Regions from separate parts of the Mus musculus genome. Here region 2 is linked to region 1. The links are chromatin contacts, called in public Hi-C maps. All regions are on one chromosome and are shown on one strand. Each heading gives the region's core, a stretch centred on a gene start, on an enhancer-like site or on the middle of the called end of the contact. The rest is flanking DNA. Distances are from core to core; before and after follow the strand shown. Region 1 overlaps Trpc4ap (transient receptor potential cation channel, subfamily C, member 4 associated protein). Region 2 overlaps Uqcc1 (ubiquinol-cytochrome c reductase complex assembly factor 1).

Region 1 (2,743 bases), core at 105-2,604:
TGGCCAGATGGTGTGGCAGGTGTGAGCTGCTCAGTTTGTTGTAGCCACAGAGGTGGCCTGGCTGCACAGGGCCTCAAAGACATGATCACTCCCTAGGGGTTCACACAACAGGGTGTGAGAATTGGGTAAGCATTTTCAATAATGACATGGTCCCAGTCCTGTTTTAGAAATCACTCAAGGAGCTGAGGGAGGGTTCCCTTCCTGTGAGAAGCAGCTGAGCAAGTGCTTCTGTGCTGCACAGACCGTAATGACAAGCCTGGACGGAAGGAAGAGGAGCGATTGTGTCACAGTTGGTCAGGCCTCTGCGTTGTGACTCTGGCCACTGAGAATGCTGCAGCAGGGCTAGGCTCAGGACTAAGATGGCAGACAGGATCAGATGTGCTGAAGTGCAGGTGACTCTGAGAAGTCATAGAGAAGTGTTCAGTGTGCAACATGGAGACCTGGAGGTGCCGAGGACGGGCTTGTTAGGAATGACAAGCACGTGTAGAAGTGCTGGGGGACTCTCAGTGCTCCTCCCGACAGGAGTGGGCAGAGCAGACTTTGTGCCCGCTGCAGAGCTGCTCAGCAGCTCCAGCCCCGCCCTTTACCCTTTGCACCCGTCTGTTTCAGGAACAAGTACTTGCTGCTCAACAACCAGGAGCTAAATGAGCTCAGTGCCATCTCGCTGAAAGCCAACATCCCTGAGGTGGAGGCTGTCCTCAACACTGACAGGTGATCTTTGTGGGGACCGCTGTGGATACAGGGCTCCCAGCAGGGCACACGCGGGGCTGCGTACTTGTGCTTCCTCACACGTAGCTACCACCCCACTGGCTTTGTGAGCTAGATCCTCACATCTCCTGCATTTCCTAACTGAGGATCACAGCAGCCTCAGAAGGAAGTGCCATCGTCATCTTCCTCTTTACATGTATATGACAGCAAAGGTCAGCTATACTCTGTCCTTCCACCTTATCCCATGCAAATCATGGCCCCTTTACTGGTATCCTCATTTCTTGCCCAGTGGCAGCTGTGCCAAGCAGGACAAGAAGAAGCTAACCCTTCACCCTCTGCCCTATGTCTACCTCCTCTTTGGGATCAACACAGTGCCATGTCTGGCTCATGGGGGCTTGTGAAGTGTGGCCCTAATCTAGCAGCTACAGTCAGAAATCCCCAACTTCTTCCTGAGAAGATGGATCCATCGGTGCCCCGGCGTCTGCAGGGGCTGGAAATGGAGCTGCCGTGTGAAGAGAGAGTTTAAGGGCCCAGACACCTGCCACTGTGACAGGCCTAATCATTTTCTTACCTACTGCTGCCTTTGCCTCATAGACGGGAAGCTGAGGCCTGGAAGCCCACAGCTGAGCTGGAACTGACCCTGGGCAGGATAAAGAACTCTGGGCACTGCCCAATTGGCACAGACTTTTTATTCCATCTGGCATACTCTGCTGTGGCCTGAATTAAACCCATTTGTGATGTAAATGGCCGCCTTCTGGCAGTTTGGAGCCCCATCTGGCCATGGGTGTGCCTCTGCCTCTGGCCAGTGGGTCTGAGGAGGGAAAAGCGGCCTAAGGCGCAGGAGAAATGCACCTGGCCATTGAGCTGACGGCTGCAGTCTCTGAGGTCCTGGCACACGGTGGAGCAAGAAAGCATCCTTGCAGACTCAGACATTGCCTGTTCTTTCCTCCATCCACAGCGACACAGGACGAGCTCAGTGGCCCCTCTTAGCCATTCAGTTCTGTCACCAGTGCTGTCTGTCCCTTTGATTTCAGGAGTCTGGTGTGTGACGGCAAGAGGGGCCTACTAACTCGGCTGCTGCAGGTCATGAAGAAGGAGCCAGCGGAGTCTTCATTCAGGTGAGTAAGGAGAGCTGTGCTTGGGAGGGGTCTAGGAGCCAGGGGGTTCCCAATGGGTTAGTCTCCAGTACCTACTCCTTAAGGTTGGGGAGGCGGCCTCACCAGCCGCTGGCACTATGGGATTCAGCTGGTAAGTGCGTGTGTCCTTGTCACATGCCAGCAGGGTATTTTAGGAGGTAGGTGATCATCAGGCTGTCACTAGAGAGGTAGAGCACAAATGGATCCAGGCTATGCCTGTGTGACTTCCAGGGATCATGGGAAGGAAGCATGAAAGGAAAGAAACCTGCTTCAGTGCAGTATGGGAGAAAATAGAGCCAGGGACCGCCCGGGGGGGGGGGGGGGGCTTGGAAAGGTTGTAGACAAGAGGATTCCACCAGGCCTGGGTACAGGGCTCTGTCCCTACAGGGTTCACCTATTCAGACCCTCCCTCAGGTATCCCAGCTGAGTCTTTGGGCCACTCAGTATCTGTTGGCTCCTATCTAGACCAGCTCAATGCATATGAAGTCAGTGATGTCGCCACACAAACCCTTCTGCTGGCCACACATCCCTGGTCTATGTCTTTCCAGTATTCTGAGAGTGGAAAGCCTAGAGTGGTTTTACATGGAACTTACTAGAGGCCACTCTTTGAGCCCAGATGCCACTGTGTATGCCCATATACCATAGAAACACGTTTTGGTCCAGCCCACAATGAAAGACTGGCCCCTGCCGAGCTGTGAGCACCATACATGAGAATGGCGATCCTCTTGCTTATTGATCTGTCCTCAAGACCTAGGACTGGGGCACAGACTGGGAAATGTTAAGTAAATATTAGACACTGGGCTGCAAACCACTCTGCCTCTGGGGGCATTTAGCCTGCACCAGGGGAGGGCAGCCAAAGCCTCCTGGTCCAGGATCAACACTTGGGTTGCAGGTTTTGG
Region 2 (2,743 bases), core at 63-2,562, 250 kb before region 1:
GGAGACAGTAGGTGCTTAGGAACTGCAATCCTTGATTTCAGGGGCCCAGAGCCAGAGGATGGGCCTGAACTGTTAGGAGAGTCAGAAGTAACTTGTAAAGATGTTTTAAGTGCCAAAGCAAGATGGAGAGTGAACATTAGGGGAGCCAGGTAAGACTCTTATAAAGAAGAAAAGGAAGTAAGGTATGGACTAGAAAGGGTTTGGAAAACATACCATCCACATCCCAGTCCAGCTAGGGAACTGGCCTGGCAAGCGTTGGCAGCATCTGCCAGGGCCGCTTTAAAAGCGCCCTTGCAGTTTTGATGTAGCTGTGGGCATCTGGGCTCCTGCTGACTCCAGCAGCTTCAGACCTGCTATATATGGTGTGCCCTGGAGCTGTGTACAGCTCCTTTCTCCTTCCCCCAGCCAGAGGCTGCGCTCACACATCTACACACATAGGTTGTTGAGTTCCTTTTTGTTTAAACCAAAGACCCACGCACAAGCGTTTCATCAGCACACTTGACCTTCAGTGCCCTGGTACTTGCCAGCCAAGACCTTGATCTTAAGGATCTGGTTTCGAGCCATATGTAGCTTATGGTAGTTCACGTCAGGTGAGGTGCTTTCAGGAAGCATTTTGATTTGCTTTCTTTTGCCACAGATGAATCTGGTGGCTACCGTGCTCCCCCTAGAAAGCTTAGAGACGAAGTTTAGGAGACTAGATATAGATAACCATGCACATAGCCCCAGGAAAGGGTCAGTGTGCCAGCTCACCAATATATAAACCACTCCTTAGCAAACAAAGGGGCTGAGTGGCCACGTTGGCATCTCTCTCGTGGCCTCAGTGGATGGCATAGTAAGGCAAACAAGCTCTAAAAAAATCCCACTTGAGATTCGTTTATAGCTGTCAGTGTGGCAGACCTGTGCGCATGCCCACTGGTTATGGAGTTCAGAATCACATCCTCTCAACAGTAGACTTGGTCGAACCAGGCCAAATTCCAAACATGGTTGTGTGAGACAGGATGTTCAGAGCTGCCAAGATGTGGCAGGAGATCAGCCTTAAGTCACAGGATTCTACCCTCTCGGCTGATGCTGGGAAGAGCCATGGCCGCTCTTCTTGGCTCGAAGAGAGAGGAGGCTCTTGCTCTTTTGACTGCAGACAGGGACGCTCTCTCGCAGGAAGAGGCTGCTGAGCTGGGCCTCACTGAATTGAAGGAATAGTGTGAGATGTGAGAGACACTGGCCTGGGGAAAGCTCAGCTGGTGTCAGCTCCTCTCTTCTCCGCTGTGTGACCTTAAGTTACGTAAGCACATGAAAGGCAGAGAGCTGGACTGGATAAACAGTTGTGTAAATAGAGGCAGGTGACGGGTACCGATGCATCGGGTCTTCTACTGTAGAGCCTGTCTCTGGGCTGGCCTTCTACAGAGACTGGGGAGCCGTCAGAGGAAGGCTTGAACTCTCCTGTTTTTCTTTACTTTGCTAGTTGGGTTCTTCGCCTTCCTTATATGTAAAAGAGATCAGGATTATTTATGAGGCCCTGGAATCACTGAGAGACAGGGATAGTGCTGAGGCTTATAACCTCAATAATAAATTGCAGGTTTAAGAGCATCAGCAACTGTGGGAGGAGCGTGTCGGCTTGCTGTAGAGCAGCGCAGCTCGCAGCCCAGCTCACAGCCTAGCTCCCAGATCAGCCTAGCTCCCAGATCAGCCTGCATTTGGAGTAGGTGCTCACGAAGACTTGCTAAACATGTGATTAATTAATACATGAATTTTATTGTTACTTTCTTTTTAATGTTTATTTTTGCATTCGTAAGGGTCATTTTTGTTTGAGTCTGTAAGCCTTCCCTCCCCCAAAGAGCCCTTTTCAACATTTAACCTAGGACCAGGGTGTGGTGGTACAGGGCTGTAATCCCAGCTCTTTGGAAGCAGAAGCAGCAGGATCAAGGCGTTCAAGACGGGCCTGAGCCGCACAACCCCCTCTAAAAGAAAGAATAAGGAAAAACAAACAAAATACCAGTTAACATGAGTGCTTAGTCTAAGGATTAATTATTAATCCAATTACGTATTGTATTGAGCTGTTTGGTTTTGTGTAAACGTAATTTTCAGTATTCTCCAAATTGGCTCGCACTGACTCTTCTCATACAGTGAGGGTGTGGCCTGTGTTAGCTTTGTCTTAGACCCTAGGTCATCTAGTCATTAGATGAGACATTTTGAATTTGTTTCATTAATTTTACTTTCTCTTTGGGCCTCACTTGGTTGCTTTAATCTGTTCTGTCAATCTTCTGGTGGCGAGGGGCGATTCATCTACGTTTGTGCTTTCTGAGGCAGGGTCTCCCCTGTGTATCCTGGGCTGCCCTCAAATTCATGGTGTCCTCGCCTCAGCCAGTGCTGGAGTCACAGGCTTGCAACATTATGCCAGGCTATATCTTTATCTTTAGTAAAATTTGGTTTCTTCCTTTCTAGGAGTGGCTTTTGTTTTACAGGTAAGCCCGTGTCAGCGTAAGCATCAATCCCTTCCAGTGTGCTGTTTTCATTTAGATTTTAGATTTTTTTTTAAAATTAGGTATAGGGTAGGGAGGAGCTGTGCACATCTGTATATATCATCACCTGTGTACCTGGTGCCCTCAGAGGTCAGAGGACATTGGATCCCTGGAACAGGAGTTACAGGTGATTGTGAGCCCCTGAGTGAGCTCTGAGAGTCTCTGAGAGTCGAAGCCCGGTCCTCTGCAAGAGCAGCTGTGTTACTAACCATTGAGCATTCTCTCCA

The links. Hi-C and Micro-C count contacts between places; a contact is called where the count stands out from the background.
Region 2: a Hi-C map of liver shows a contact between it and region 1, with 2.2 times the contacts expected there. The contact joins two enhancer-like sites. A contact is called at or near these places in 3 of 39 promoter capture datasets (cranial neural crest, liver and pre-B cells) and 3 of 484 Hi-C or Micro-C datasets (LSK cells, embryonic retina and liver).

What each region holds. Positions count from the first base shown.
Region 1 is chr2:155,639,557-155,642,299 of GRCm38.p6, reverse strand. Trpc4ap (transient receptor potential cation channel, subfamily C, member 4 associated protein) reads left to right here. Exons shown (of 19, transcript NM_001163452.1): 12 at 610-711; 13 at 1,743-1,826; 14 at 2,737-2,743. Among named protein-coding and RNA genes, the nearest start is that of Gm22334, 12 kb to the left of the region's middle. Within about 2 kb of position 1,354, at least 54 of the 459 cell types and tissues checked have an H3K27ac peak or open chromatin away from gene starts, as enhancers often do. A contact at or near this core is called in liver, where this site is marked.
Region 2 is chr2:155,893,765-155,896,507 of GRCm38.p6, reverse strand. All of the region lies in intron 6 of Uqcc1 (ubiquinol-cytochrome c reductase complex assembly factor 1), which reads left to right. Among named protein-coding and RNA genes, the nearest start is that of Uqcc1, 35 kb to the left of the region's middle. Within about 2 kb of position 1,312, at least 39 of the 459 cell types and tissues checked have an H3K27ac peak or open chromatin away from gene starts, as enhancers often do. A contact at or near this core is called in liver, where this site is marked.